Linked DNA regions of Mus musculus: all the other regions are linked to region 1. Evidence: chromatin contacts called from public HiChIP or PLAC-seq and promoter capture Hi-C data. All regions are on one chromosome and are shown on one strand. Each heading gives the region's core, a stretch centred on a gene start, on an enhancer-like site or on the middle of the called end of the contact. The rest is flanking DNA. Distances are from core to core; before and after follow the strand shown.

Region 1 (5,093 bases), core at 1,444-3,943:
AAGGGCAAGTCCTGATACAACTCATGGATGAGGGTGCCAGGCAATGTTACAATGTTGGAGCTTATAAATAGTACAGACTGGGTACAGAAATGGTGCAGCCTGTGGTAGGATACTATATATTTGAAAATGCCTTTTCCAAGAATATTAGGAACCTGTTTGGTGATGTTGACTAAGACTGCAAATTTGTTTTAGACATTTATTCTTCCTGTTGGGAGTGACAGATGCTCAGCAGAGCCAGGAACTCTTACTCTGCCTATTTACCGTGGGGTAAAATTCTAACCAGTTAAAAACAGCTTCTATCTGTTTTCAGTCTATAGTTTGGGAAATAGCAATTAAACTATCATACTGAGAAACTAGTCATTTTAATGAATCGGGTGAACTTAAGTTTTGAAAATCAGGTGTTAACATGTGAAAGTCTTTTATCTTTTAAATGCCTTAAGTGTGGGAATATATGTAGCTGGGCAGAAGTGCTTACCTACCATGCTTGTAGCGTCACAAACACAAGTTGTTAAAGATTCCTTCAAGAATGTAGAGTCCACGAAATCATTATGTGAAAACATCCTTCCTTGAATGAAAGGATGCTTTTTTTGTTTGCTTTAAAGTCTTAGAATAAAATGTGTAATAAAGATGTGAAGTTAAGGGCTACAGAGATGGCTCAGAGGTTAAGAGCACTGACTGCTCTTCCAGAGGACCTGAGTTCAATTTCCAGCAACCACATGGTGGCTCACAACCATCTGTAATGAGATCTGGTGCCCTCTTCTGACATGCAGATATATATGCAGAACACTGTATATAATAAATAAATATTAAAAAAAAATAAGAGTGAAGTTAAAAATGAAATTCTTCGCTAACTGAATTTGGCTAAGTGGGGACATTTGGCAAATCAAGTGCACCAGTCATGGCTATCCAGTGTGTATTCTGGTGGTGGTTTCTTGGTGCTGTAAGAGTCCTGGTATAGGTACTACACCCTCGGTGTTCATGGAAGACAGGTCAGTGTCCACAGACTGTGCCCCCTTTGGGTACGATGCCAACAGAAGCTAGAAGAACCTGTAGGGGCCCCTGAAGCTGGAGTTAAAGGTGGCTGTGAGCTGCCTGCCCATTTGCATGCTGGGAATGGCACTTAGCACTGTTAACCACTGAGACCATCTCTCCAGACCTGAAACAGTTCTTGAAAAATGCATTTTCAACCCTTATCCTTATCATCAGCAGGTGTTACTGCTAGAAAGTAGTCTAAAATTGCCCTTATTGATAATGTGACTTTTTTCCTTTCACTTGAAATTTAACCTTCCCCCTAGTTTTAAAGGTTGATTTTAATTCTAATTGTCATAATCTTGTTTTGTTTTGGGTTTGGGTTGTCTTAGAGCTTGCTCTGTAGACCAGGCTGGCCTTGAACTAGGACCTCTGACTCCGGAGATTTAAGGATTTAAGGTGTGATCAACACCTGGCTAGTTTTTTAATCTTTTTGCTTTTTCATTTGCTACTTTTTAGTTTTTCGAGACAGGGTTTCTCTGTGTAGCCCTTGCTGTCCTGGAACTCACTCTGTAGATACCAGGCTGGCCTTGAACTCAGAAATCCGCCTGCCTCTGCTTTCTGAGTGCCGGGATTAAAGGTGTGCGCCACTCATTTGCTACATTTTTATTAGGTCTGTAGCATGTGGTAAAGAGTTTGCATCCTGATGGTGACAGAGATTCGATCCCTAGCACACATATAATTTTAAGTTCATTTATTTTGGTGTGAGTGTGTGTTGGTGTGCAGAGATAAAACAACTTTGAATTCTCTCCTTCCACTGTGGAATCCTAGGATAATTCTCAGGTGGTCAGGCCTGGGTGGAAATAGCTCTTAGGGTCCAGGGTTATTCTGCTTGCCCCCACCCCCTTCTGACTCCCTAACAACCATAAAACGAAAGGCCGAAATCCTAGAGCCTGGGAAGAGGATGGCTGGATAGCCCTTCTGGCATAAGTGGTGGACCTGCCTCAAAGGTGATGATGGAAGGCCTCTGGAGGGAGACTCTGGAAGTTGCACTGATGCGGGAATGCACAAACATGGAAATAATGAGACCCAGAATTCCCGTAGGTCTCCGTCGTTTCTCCGCGGGATCCAGCAGTATTATGGTAAATGTGGCTGGAGAGATGGCTCAGTGGTTAAGAGCACTCACTGCTCTTCTGAAGGTCCTGAGTTCAATTCCCAGCAACCACGTGGTGGCTCACAACCATCCGTAATGAGATCTGACGCCCTCTTCTGGGGCGTCTGGAGACAGCTACAGTGTACTTACATATAGTAAATATATTATATATATTAATGATATAATTACTAAAATATCTTTTTAAAAAATAATAACATGTCACGGTTCTCATCACTACTAAGAGCAGATCGATGATCGATTGACTGGCAGACCCTCTGTCTCCAATGATCTTGGTTCAGACCAGTGCTGAGAGCCCGGCCCGGTTCTTCAGACTAAACATCCACAGGGAGGGACCCAGGATCACTGGGACCTAGAAACGGCTTTTAATTCACTTCGTCTTTCCCGCTGCGACGCTCTGGGAACCTTAGAGGGGCCGAAGGCTTCCGGCGTGGGAATGAATATAGGTTCACGTTCTTGATCCGCGAGCGAGCACAGGCGCAAGTCTCGCGAGAGCATCACTCCTGCGCAACGTCCGAGTGCGGCCCGCCGGCTGGCCCGGCGGTTTGAGTGCGCATGCGCGCATGCGTAGCTCTGAGGGCGCGCCGTCCTGGGCTGTGGCTTTGCCCCCGCCGCTGCGGCCGTGCGCCTATGGCGTCTCGGAGGTGACCCGCTGCTGGCACCAACTCTCTCTGGGGGCGGGGGAGTCATCCATGAACCCTTCGGCGACCTTATACCGGCGCCAGGTGAGCGCCGCCGCCCCGGGACAGGGCGCCGAGAGGCCGGCCCTAGCTGGGACCCAGCGACGAGGCACGAGCACCGGAGCGCTGCTGTTGAACGTTGGCAGGGACATTGCCCTCCCTCGCTTATTTAACAGTAGCCTAGCGAGTGGACCGACTTCTTCCTTCCCATTGACAGTCTCGAAAGTGAATTTGCCCAAGGATTGCACTTAACGTATCAGTGTAGGGTGACACGAACACTTTTTGTATGATGGGTTTATTACCTGGTTACCTCCACTGAGCCCCGTCCCCCCCTCCCCCCGCTGCCACCCCTAATAGACTGGAATCCAGGTACTGTGACTTGGAATTCCAAGTTCTTTTGTGTGTGTATTTAGGTACTAGTAACTGAAAGTCATTATAAGTCTTTTTCAAAGTACTGTCCGAAATCATATACATGACTGCCCTATGAACTTGTCGTGCCCTCCACGCCCTGGGTAGACCATGCTGGCATCGCTCTGAACTCCCCCTGCCTCCTGAGTTCTGAGAATATCCGTGTGAGCCGTCATATCCCAACGTTAAATATCTTTAACTTGGGGGCTACGCTTAGCTTGGTGGTAGAGTTGTCTTGCACGCATGGGGCGAGTTCAGTCCCCACCTTTCCTACACAAAAACAGAACATAATTCTGTACCGTATGGTTTGGTTTGGTTTTTGGTTTTTCAAGACAGGGTTTCTCTGTATAGCCCTGGCTGTCCTGGAACTCACTCTGTAGACCAGGCTGGCCTCGAACTCAGAAATCCGACACCTGCCTCTGCCTCCCAAGTGCTGGGATTAAAGGCATGTGCCACCACGCCCGGCTGGCATCTGAGTTCTGTGAGTTCAAGGCCAGTTTGCAAAACTGACAGGGCTGCATAGCAAGGCCCTGTCTAACTGTAACTAATAATAATAATGATAGCTAATGCTGAGTGATTACTATACTCCAGGCACTTATGACGACTATAGGTCTGTAATTCCAGCTATTGTGGAGTCTGGAAATTTCAAGGACTCAGAGTGAGCCCCTGGGCAAGGCAATTTAGTGAGACTAAGTCTCAAAAGGTTATTTCCATAAAAGGCTGTGGAGGTTAGAGAGATGGTTTGATGGTTGGTTAAGAGAACCGTTTGCTCTTCCAAAAGACCTAGGTTTGATTCCCAGGGCCCCCCTATTGTTACTCATTAATGTCAGCAGTTCTGATAGCAACTTCCAACCTCCACAGGCACTGAGCCTGCAAGATACACAGATGAACACGCAGTAAAGCACTCATACACAGAAGTAACAATAATTAACAAATGCTGTAGATATTGCTCAGTGATAGGGCATTTGTCTAAGAGTACTGCCGTTACCCTTTTACGGGTAAAGACTGAGAGTGGGAGATGCCAGGTAACCTCATTAAGGTTATATAACCATGATGTGGCCAACTCCAGATTCAGGTTGATAGGACGTGACATACATTGGACTTTAAAACGGTTAGTCACAACCAGATGCTGGTGGTACACGTCTTTAATCCCAGCCCTTGGGAGACAAAGGCAGGCGGATGTCTTGAGTTCAAGGCCAGCCTGGTCAACAGAACAAGTTCTAGAGCAGCCAGGGCTCTACAGAGAAGTTCTTTCAAAAACACAACAACAACATAGTGATAATAATAACCAAGAAAGATTATAGGTAATTTTTGTCTTGTAAGCACCACCATGCCTGGCCTATTGTTTAAATTATGTGTGTGTATGTGTGTGTGGGTGTGTGTGTGTGGGGGGTGTATATGACATGTAATGTAGACGTAGCACATGCGTACATGCAGAAGTCTGAGCACAGCTTTGGGAAGCTGGTAACTTCTTTCCCTCCAACTGTTACCTGGGTTCCGGGCATTGACTCGTATTGCCAGGCTGTAAGGCAAGCACTTTTATATACTGAACCCTCCCACCCTTTCTTAAGATTTATTTTTTTCTTTTATATATGTGTGTGTGTGTTTTGCCTGTACGTTTGTCTGTACCCCATGTGTGTGCCTGGTGCTCAAGGAGGCCAAAAGAGCATCAGATCCCCTGGAACTAGAGTTTTGAGCTGCTATGTGGGGACTAAGAATCAAACCTATGTCCTCTGGATCCCCTTTGCCCTGTTTTTAATTATATATGTTGTGTATGACAAGCAACAATATTAAATTTCCAGGCTGGAGAGATGACTCAGAGGTTAAGAGTGCTGCTCTTCCAGAGGTCCTGAGTTCAATTCCCA
Region 2 (5,093 bases), core at 927-3,426, 940 kb before region 1:
CCAAGGAACTGGGATCTTAGCTCCAGGCCTGAGCAGGTAATTTATCACATATACAAACTAGCCTCCCCTAATTCGGACTGTCAAGGTTGTAGAAAGCGCTAGAGGCTTCAGGCTTGGGGAGGAGGGGGTAGTGGCAATAATGCCCTGAACAACCACTTAGTCCCTTCTCCAATCCAGCAGGGCAGGGCCCAGGAAGGGAGAAAGGCACTGCAGACCCAAGGCTCAGACTCAAAGCTCAAAGGGGCGTAACCCTAACAACCGAAGGCGCTGCCTAAACCCAATTCCAGTTCCTAACCCGCGGGGCCCAGGTGATAGGAGTTTGGGGGGCCTTCAAACCTAAGGCCGTCAAGCCAATGGTCCCAGGGATGTCTGGAAGGGCTCCTGCCAGACACTGCACCTCTGGCAGCACAGAGAGCGCAACTGGCTTGGGAGAGTGAAGATGCTGCGCTCACGCCCTCCCTGGGTCCCTCTTAGTCCAATAGTCCCTTGGCAGTGACCACCCTGGTACTAATGATGGGTACAGTTAGGGCCTAGGCCCACGCCAGGCCCAGCCCTCTTCCTGCCTGCCCTCCTCCCTTACCACCCCCACCCCCACCCCCGGTGCTCAGTCTCGTTTCGTCACCGGATCCCCTGGAATGGGGGACGCGGGCGCGAAATACGAACCCAGCCACAGGCAGCTCCCTCCCCACGTGCGCGCTGGCCCTCTGCAGAGTGAAGCCAGGAGAGGGGGGTGCCTCACCTTTGCCTTCCATAGCATGCACGAAGTCCCCCTGGTATAACTGGCTACGTAGCTTCTCCTCCAGGCTGAAGCCACGGACGCTGACAATTTCCTCCACGTCCGACAAGTCTTCGTTCTCGTCGTATCTCTGGCGGTCAATCGCACGCTGCGGGGACCCAACCAGAGAACCCCGGACATTACTGAGAGGACTTGGGGGGGTCTCCTCTCACCCTGGGCCCACCAAGAACAGGTGCAAGAGTCGCGCGCCCACTGCACCCCAGCATTGCAATCTGAGCAACTTTGCGCAAATGCCAAAGATGCTGGAAAGCAGAAAAAGGGGCTCACACCCCCAAGGCCCGACTGCCCTTAAACGAAGCAATCCCTTCTTGCATCTTTGGAAGCTATGGAAATGGTATTTGGGGGCTTTCCTCTGCCCCCACGCCAAGTGATGTGCTAAGCTTTGCCCACTCGACTGGGAGCCTGGTTATGTAACCCCTGAAGGGGGCTCCGGGTATGAGCTGGCGGGGCAGATGTAGGCCCCGAGAGAAGCCGCTGCAGCAACCGGCTCCGCGGTAACAGCAGCCCTGGCGGCCACGGCGGCCAACCCGGGAAGCCGGAACCCAGGGCCGGCGGCATTACTAAGGCTGGAGCTGCTCCCGAGCTACAGAAAAGCTGGAAAGCTGAAACGGAAGGGTTGAGACCCTAACGGCCCCCGCCGACCGACCGCTAGTGCAAGAAGAGGAGGGGAGGGGAGGAGGTTAAGAATGTGGGGGGAGAGAGGCAGCCAGCCCACCACAAAGCTTCTATCAGAGACCCCAAAACGCACCAGCAGCTGCCTCATCTCCCCACGAGCGCGCGCGCACACTCACTTCCTAAGGAGACTCCCCCACCACTCCCCGCATCCTTCTTCCTCCTCCCTCCGCCGCTCAGCACCGAGCCCCGCAGCCCCCCAGATCCCAGGCGAACCCCGAGCCCGCTCAGTCCCTTCCACGCCTTTCGGCGTTGCCTCCTCCCCACTTAAGTGTCTGAGACCCTGAGCCTCACAAGAGACTGGAGGAGTAAGCTGCTTGCTTCCTTTTGCATGCAATTTATTATTTTTTTCCGGTCCTCTTGCAAAATACAGAAAAGGAAAGAAAAGGCAGCAAGAAACAACCAAAAAAATAAATAGATAGATAAATCGATCATATACCAGATACAGATTTGGGGGAGAAAAAAAAAGCTACACACCAATCTTCTTCCAGAGTCTTTCTCTGCCTCCATTTTTTTAGGAGAGTTCACCAATTAATTGTCAACACTCCTGCCCCCTGCATTTTGGCGGAGGGGGAAAGGAGGGAAGACCAAAGAAAAGAAAGCAAAAAAATAAATAAATAGAGCAAGCCAGAGCCGATATCTACAAAGTTTTGCACCAACACTTAAGCAGATCCGTTTGCAAAGTCCTAGGAAACCATTTTCAGCAGTTGTGGGGGGGGAGGCGTCGACGTCATAATCCCCGGAACGTAAACATTGTTGCCGATCGCGCTCGGAGCTTGCGGCTAGGCTAGTTGGGGAAAGGGGGGGCTCGGGTTGGGGGTGTCGGGGACCGCAGCCGTAGGAGGTGTGGGGCCAGAAGGGAGCCTGGGACGCACCGGGCGCTGTTAGCGCCTTGGCATCGCTGTTTTGTTGTTGGGTCACGAGTGCGCCTCTGCACGCAGGCGCCGCCGCCGCCCGGGAGCTGACTTTTGGAGGGCTGAGTTGCAGGCGGCGGGCGCATCCCAGAGATGGCGGGGCAGGGAGGGAGGGAAAGAGAGGAGGGGGTGGGGAGGGAGGTGCAGATTTGCACGGATGGCCTCAGCGGGAGGCGCGGAAATGCTAGCCAAGCCTGCTGGCGTGAAAGCCCCCGGGGCCTGGCACCCCCCAAAACGACCCCCCACCTCTGCCCCTGCCCCCTCTTGCTTGGGTTACGCAGGGCTGTCCCTCTCTTCCTTCACCCACCTTTCCTCATTACCTATGCTGGCGACCTAAATTCAAAGTATTTTGTATGTGTGATTTCTTTTTCTGTTTTGCTTTTCTACTGCATGCCTGGGGGGAGGGGCCAGCCTGTCCAGACCCTTATCCATTTGCGAACCTGCCATATGGAGGAGGCATCTGAGGGGCTCAGAAAGAAATTACCTCAGCACTGTATCTGTACAGACTGCATAACTTTTAAACTCCCGGGGCTGAAATAATAATATGGAGACACACGCACAGGTACAGGAAATACAGCCAGTCCACAGCCTTTTCAGACTGCAGCTGACCGGAAGAAAGCCTTTGGTTCATTCATTCGGATAGCCTCGGTAGTACAGCCCTGAAATAGAAGTTGGGCTTTTAAAGAGAAAGGAAAAAAAGTCTCTACACTCGCTGAGAAGAGATAAATCGATACACAGGAGGGAATAGAGAATCGGATTCAGCGTCTCTAATGCAGGCAGGCAAAAGGTAAGCCTCTCTCGTGTGGCAGTTTAAGAGAAAAGTGGTGGTTGTTTGTGGCTTTCTGGGGTACAGCAACCTTGATTGATCCATATTGTTTCTCAGCGGAGAAGGGGGGCAGCCTTTGTGAATATTCCTGGAGTAGCAGATCCCCAATGTTCCTCCGTCTTTTAAGTAGTGCTTGTGACTGCTTCCAGAATTGACTGACCCTCAGTGGTCCTGGAATTCCTTTAAGTTGAGAGAAATGCTGGCCCTAAACTTTGTTTCCCTCCGGGCCTCTTCCTTTCTTGCAAGGGCCTAATGACAGCATCACAAGGATGTTCTGAGAGACCTCCCAGGTGACGCTAGCTTGGCGTACAAGCTAAAGCAGGTCATTTTGCACCCTGGAGAAACCCAGATTCAAGAAATTATGAGTTTAGGTGACTGCTGTTTTTATCTTGTCCCAATGTCAAGAGCACTGGTTCAGACAGATACGGGGAGGAAGTGGCCTTGCCACCTGAAATCAGCTGTGAACCACACATCGTCACCCTCCCTTACGTCAGAATTTCCTGCCTTATCGGTCTGTACTTTTTTTCCACCTGTCCCCAAATCTGCTCTTTGAATTTTTTTTTAAAAATTCCATCCATGCACGTTATCGGTAGAAATCTACGTAGAGATGAGGCGACAAACACCAAGTTTGTCACCAAACTGAAACTACATCTACGTTGGCTCAGCTGCATTCTCTGGGCAGCCCTTCTAACCATCCCTGTGAAAACCAGGGGCCAGCTGGTGCTGTAACGCAGTCCTGGGATATTTGGCCTAGCAAGCCTAAGGCCCTGGGTTCCATACCCATTGACATGGGGATGTGGACCACTTTATCTGGCTCTTCTTGTGAGAAAGAATACGTTTGAAGGGGATGTCTCATGGCCTTGTTGCTCTGCTTTGTAAGTGAGGATGCTGGGATTCAGAAAGGCAGAAACGACTCGCTCTCAGTCATGCTGCTTACCCTTTCAAATGTCCACCGACTTCATTTATGCTTCAGAATGAAATAAAGGAGGGGCCCAGGGTTGAGAATCAGTGGATTACAGAATTAAAGCAAAACTGTCAAATAGGATGCTGGAGATTTTCGTTCATCTTCCTCCCTGAAGTCTCTCCCTTCCCCCCAGAACCCCCTTCCACTCCCTGTGGCTTCTGAGTTCCCCCAAAGGCTGGCATTGGAAAAAGTCAGAAGTGAGCCACGTTTGTAGAGTGGGCAGAGGTTGATCGGTCACCTGATTTGATCCTGTCCCTTTACAAACCTGGAGGAGAGGAAACCACAGACATGAGAGGAGAACGAGCCTGCAGGGTGTTTGTTCCCCTTTGACTCCCCCAGAATGCCCACCCCTCTGCTGGGTCTAAGTGGTCACTCAATAAACGTTGAGCCCTTGATGGATCACCTTCTCCAGCATATTTGCATTTTCCCTTTATCAGTAATTGGCAGATGAAAGCCTTTGTCCTCAGTTGAAAGAATTCCAAGCATTCCCTCTGAGTGGGGGAGGAGGTTATTTTGGGCCACAGGGGGAAGGGCCAGACCCTTGAGCTCTAACTTCAGGCTGATTGTCCCCCAGGAGCTGAGAATAGGTGAGAAATAGGAAAGGGGGCTTCTTTTGAGAAAGATGAGCTTTTAACACAAGCCAGCCTCATTGGAAATGAAATAATGTCTTCCTGTACCGCCCTTGTAAAAGGCTCAGTCAGATCCTACCTGTGTTAGTCTGTTGTATCATCTCAGGCCAATTGAGCAACTCTGTGTCCAAAGACAAGGGGGCAGAAGACAGAAATGACAACTTCGCTTACACACACACATACACACATACCCCGTGAGCTTGACTGTCCCTGGATGGAGCACTCAGAAACTCAGGGATTCTGGACTAGGAGCAAACAAATTTATGTTGTTATTCTAGCTCTTGGCTTTCCT
Region 3 (5,093 bases), core at 949-3,448, 700 kb before region 1:
TATCACCGAGAAAGGAGCTTCAGCTGGAGAAGTGCCGCCATGAGATCCAGCTGTAAGGCATTTTCTCAATTAGTGATCAAGGGGAAAGGCCCCTTGTGGGTGGTGCCAGCTCTGGGCTGGTAGTCTTAGTTCTATAAGAAAGCAAGCTGAGCAAGCCAGGGGAAGCAAGCCAGTAAAGAACATCCCTGCATGGCCTCTGCATCAGCTCCTGCTTCCTGACCTGCTTGAGGTCCAGTCCTGACTTTGGTGATGAACATTGTTGTGGAAGTGTAAGCTAAATAAACCCTTTCCTCCCCACTTTGCTTGTTGGTCATGATGTTTGCGCAGGAATAGAAACCTTGACTAACACAGCCATGCTATTTTATCACAGCAATAGAACCTTAACTAAGACAGTGTGCAAGTGTTTTGCCTGCATATACGTATGTGTCCTAAGTGCGTGCTGGATGGTTGTGGAGGTCAGGTGAGGGCATTGGAGACCCTGGAGCTAGAGTAACAGACAGTTGTAAGCTTCCATGTAAGTACTGGGAACCCAGGCCCTCTGCAAGAGCTTTAAGTATGTTCTTAACCTCTGAACCATCTCTCTACCCCACACCCCAGTTTCTATGTTTACCTACATTTATAGAGGCCTGACACAGTTTCATATTCTTTACCACTTCAGTCTTGTGGGGAATTCATGAGAGGAGACTGCTCAGATAGAGTTTTAATCTGATAGTCTTTATTAGTGAGCCAGTACAACACTAAGTGTTTGGGACCCCAGTGGAGCACTGAGCCTTTTTCAGGGTAAGCTTTTTGAGCACAAAAACCGGGTCCTGGGGTGATATACCTTAGTTCACAAGAGCAATTAGCCAGGAGCACAACCACTGAAGCCAAAAAGCAAGGTTCGTGCATGGAGAGACTTTCCCACAGCTGTGGACTTGGATGGCTTCCGGCTTTGTTTTAGTTTTGGCAGGTGGTGCTGTCTGTGTGCTGTGTTTTCCAGCCTGAGTGGTACTTTCTTTATGGAGTCGGTTGTACTAAGGTCTGGGGGCCTGTTACACCAGCACCTCGTGACAGAGGTGAAAGTCAATAAATACTTGGACACCCTTAAGAGACACGTTGCTAGGGTGTGTGTACTCTGATCAGGATCCAAAGGGAATAAATTAGTAAATAAAAATGAAAAAAAAGAGCGAGAGATATTACTGTTAGTGTCACACAATAAGGTCAGAGAGCAGAAGGTGAAATTATTTAAGGTCACATGGAATATATATAGTCGGTGTTAATGGTCCAACTTTGAACATAGGTTGTACCATGAGGATCCCCAGCCCGAAAGTGGCTGGGGATATAGCTGAGTTGGTAGAGTGTTCCTGATCCCCAATATTTCATAAACCATACCTGGTGGTACATGCCTGTAATCCCTGCCTGTGGAGGGAGCAGATGGAGTATCAGATGCTCAAAGGCACTGGGCACACTAGGTTATAAAGAAGGAAAAAAAAAAAGGTCTTGAAGTTTTGATGAGGATAGGTTGAGGGAGGTGCGAAATGGATAGAATGGGAGTGGGGGGTTAGAGGGTGTCTGTGATCATGACAATAAGAAATAGAATATTCTAAAAACTTGGGGAGAGCTTCAAGGTCGCCTTCATCTACACAATGAGTTAGAGGCCTGCCTGAGATGCAGTAAATCTTGTCTGGAAAAAGAAAAAGAAAAGAAACAGAAAACAAAAAACAAATCGCTTGAAAGCCTCTTTCAAACACTCAGGGGCTTCGTAGATGTTAAGAACTGAAGTGTCAAGGTTGGCAAGACTGGATCCTCTTACATTTATACAGCTGGTATCCAGTTTACTCAGCCTTCAGATGAGTGAATGAAAAAAAGTGTAAGCCAGATGTGGTGGCTTTAATCCCAGCACTTGGGAGCAGAGGCAGGAGGATTTCTGAGTTTGAGGCCAGCCTGGTCTACAGAGTGAGTTCCAGGACAGCCAGGGATACACAGAGAAACCCTGTCTTGAAAAACGGGGTGGGGTGGGGGGGTGGGGAAACGGACGGATGGAGGGACGGGGACAGAATGAAAAAGAAAGGAATGAACAAGAAAAGTGGAAATGAGTCAGGATAAAGTGGGAGTAAATACCTATGTCCTCTATGGGCCTATTTATCTCTACCGGGTCATCTGAAAACCACGTGGTCTATCTAGCCGGTGACCCCGCCCACTTCCAAGCTCCACCCTTCATCTGTTTCCGTACTTGCGCGTTGGCTGAGCTGTTTTGGCCCCGGGGAGGACCCGTAGCCTCAGCCTCGGCTGGCGTCCGTAGCCGGGAAACCCAGAACTCTAGCTTGAGGTCCGCGATGTCGGGTGAAGACGTTCCGCACCGGGCAGAGTCCTCCGAGGCCCGTGCGGCCGCGGTCAGCGACATCCAGGATCTGATGCGACGCAAGGAGGAGATCGAGGCGGAGATCAAGGCTAATTACGACGTCCTGGAGAGCGTGAGTGTGGCGGGGAGGCCTGCGGACGAGGCTCGGGGTCGCTGCCAAGCAGTGTCCTAGAGGGGGTCTTTGCTGCGTGCCACACGCCCCTTTAAGCATTTTTTCTTTACGTGGGATTAATTTTCATTTTCGGAAGCATTAACTTTGCATTTTAAAGTTTTTTGTTTGTTTGTTTTTAACGCAGCCCCTAAGCTGGCTTCGAACTCGTGATCCTCCTGCTTCATCTTTCTGAGTGCGGGAATCGCGGGCCTGTGCAACCATGATATAGGCCTTAGTGAAACTGCCTCGGTCGCAAGGATAGACTATTTGCTGAGGCATAGTGATAATCGCTACTGTCACTTTCTGTAGGTGACATTACCAGGTTTGGCCTCGCCACCCGCTTTTCTTTAGGACTTTATAAATGTCAACTGGGAGAATTAATTGGGCATCTTGTTAAAATGCACGTTGTAGCCAGGGGAGGCATCCCTATTTAAGCCCAGCGTTTAGAGAGTGGAGGCAGGGGGATCAGGACTTGAGGGTTATTCTTGCCTACATAGTAAGCTCGAGGCTGTCCTGGGTTATATTAGACCTTGTCTCAAAAAAAAACCAAAAAAAAAAAAAAAAAAAAAAAACAAAAAAGAAAAGTAAAAATGAAATGCAGACTCTAATTGGGATAGGGAAAAGACTCTGGATTTTAAGAAAACCCTCACCTCTGCTAATTGCTCTTTTAAGTGGAGCCAGATTAAGCACATTGTCTTTACTGTAAAAGGGGAAACAGGGCCAGAGTGGAGCCAATGCTTGCCCAGTTAGGAAGGGGGAATGGTTGGCTCTGTGATCTGTTTACCTCCTAAGCAGATATATTTTTCATAAAACCCCAAGTCAGTGTATAGAGGAAGGGGAGGCTAAATCACACTCATTGCTGGGCACAATGACATCTGGGTGATGGGTGCCAGATGACGGTGTCATATAGAGGTTCTACAGGCCAGGTAGGTGCTGACCATGTGCCTGAAAGGTACTATCTTGTATGTGTGCTGTGCCAGGAAACTGTCACAGCAGTATTGTTAACTTGTGTCCCTGAAGCTCAAAGGGGCGGAGTCAGGGGCTGGAGAGATGGCTCAGTGGTTTAAAGGCACTGGCCATCATAAGGACTGGAGTTGAGATCCAGAATTTACTACTGTGTAAGTTCACACGCCCGTGGAGACGTTTAAACAGACACAAATCTCTTTAAAGAAAAAAAAACACAAAAACCCGTGTGTGTGTGTGTGTGTGTGTGTGTGTGTACACATATATCTGTGTATGTATGGATACACATATATGTGTATATATGTATGTGTATATGTATGTATGTATATGTGTGTGTGTATACACATATATCTGTGTGTGTGTATGAAAGGAGAAGTCACTTGTTTAAAGTCACAGGCCTCCGGCTTGGTAAAGCTTAAAACAGATAAAAAGCAATTTTTTGTTTTGTTTTGTCTTGTTTTTCGAATGAGAGTTTCTTTTTGTAGCTCTGGCTGTCCTGAACTCAGAGATCCACCAGCCTCTGCCTCTCAAGTGCTAGGATTTAAGGCGTGCACTACCATCGGCTGGCAAAAAGCAATTTCTTAAACTGCAGTAACTTGCCTAACTCCAGTAGAATCAGACATCTCACGTATTGTCTTTTGGTATTGGCCTACCCTTTACTATTTAGCTGGGTGTGGTGTTGCATACCTGCAGCCCGAAGCAAGCAAAAGCATGGAGATTGCCACACGTTCAGGGCCAGTCTGTTTTACACAGTGAGCTCTAGGACTATATAGTGGAACAGCAAGACCCTGTCTGAACAAACCAGCGTTTGGGGAGGCTAGGAGTATAGCTCGGTTTGTCGGATGCATACCGCAGAGACCTCAAGACCTGAGTTTGGTCCCTAGAACTCAAGGCTGTTACTGGTCCATGTCTGGGATCCCAACTGGACAGGCAGAGACAGAAGATGCCCGGGTTTATGGGCAGCCAGTCCAGCCTGTTTGATGAGCTGTAGGCTGGTGAGACAGCATGTCTCAAAGGAGGTAGATAGTGTTCCTGAGATGCCCCCTTGAGATTATCCTCTGACTGGCACATGTGTGGCATCTGCATACACACAAACCTATTAGAAACCAAATCAAAAGAGGAAAAACTATAACTATTTTCTCTTAAATATAAGGTAAGAGTGTATGTTAATTGCCTCTGGCTAATTTTTTTTTTTTTTGGTTGCTGAGGGCTTGAATCTTAAAATTTGTCTGCTCTGATTTATTTCATATTATTATTATTATTATTATTATTTTAGGGACAGGCTCCCAGCTGGGTGGTGATGTCTCATTTCTTTATTCTAAGCACTTGGGAGGCAGAGGCAGGTGGATCTCTTGAGTTTGTGGTCAGCCTGGTCTACAGAGTGAGTTCCAGGACAATCAGGGCTACACAGAGAAACCCTGTCTCAAAAAACAAAACAGAAAAAAAAAAAGACAGGCTCTCAGTATGCAGCTTAGACTACATATGTGAAACTCTGTCCCTCCCCCACATAAAAGTAAAAACAGATTATAAATGATAAATTAGATATCACTATTAAAACTCCTATTTCATAATACGTAGTCAAGACTATAAGAAGAGAAGCCACAGGATGGAAGGAAGTGGTTGCACATCCTCTCATAA

What was found. Promoter capture Hi-C pulls out the DNA fragments that hold promoters and counts their contacts. HiChIP or PLAC-seq counts read pairs in DNA pulled down with a chosen protein or histone mark.
Region 2: a contact with region 1 is called in a promoter capture Hi-C map of liver, with 2.7 times the contacts expected there. The contact joins the promoter of Kdm2b here to the promoter of Ccdc62 in region 1. A contact is called at or near these places in 3 of 39 promoter capture datasets (hippocampal neurons, liver and pre-B cells) and 1 of 9 other capture datasets (pancreatic islet).
Region 3: a contact with region 1 is called in a FOXA1 HiChIP or PLAC-seq map of pancreatic cancer cells. The contact joins the promoter of Psmd9 here to the promoter of Ccdc62 in region 1. A contact is called at or near these places in 3 of 39 promoter capture datasets (liver and pre-B cells) and 2 of 115 datasets of contacts at active chromatin or transcription factors (astrocytes and pancreatic cancer cells).

Annotation. Positions count from the first base shown.
Region 1 is chr5:123,927,996-123,933,088 of GRCm38.p6, forward strand. Ccdc62 (coiled-coil domain containing 62) reads left to right here and starts at 2,694. Exons shown (of 13, transcript NM_001134767.1): 1 at 2,694-2,865. The coding sequence starts at 2,704. It overlaps Denr (density-regulated protein), which reads left to right. Exons shown (of 8, transcript NM_026603.4): 8 at 1-837.
Region 2 is chr5:122,986,923-122,992,015 of GRCm38.p6, forward strand. It overlaps Kdm2b (lysine (K)-specific demethylase 2B), which reads right to left and starts at 2,177. Exons shown (of 23, transcript NM_001003953.2): 1 at 1,946-2,177; 2 at 740-884. The coding sequence starts at 1,978. It overlaps A930024E05Rik (RIKEN cDNA A930024E05 gene), which reads left to right and starts at 2,432. Exons shown (of 3, transcript NR_045820.1): 1 at 2,432-3,169.
Region 3 is chr5:123,225,992-123,231,084 of GRCm38.p6, forward strand. Psmd9 (proteasome (prosome, macropain) 26S subunit, non-ATPase, 9) reads left to right here and starts at 2,199. Exons shown (of 6, transcript NM_026000.2): 1 at 2,199-2,453. The coding sequence starts at 2,316.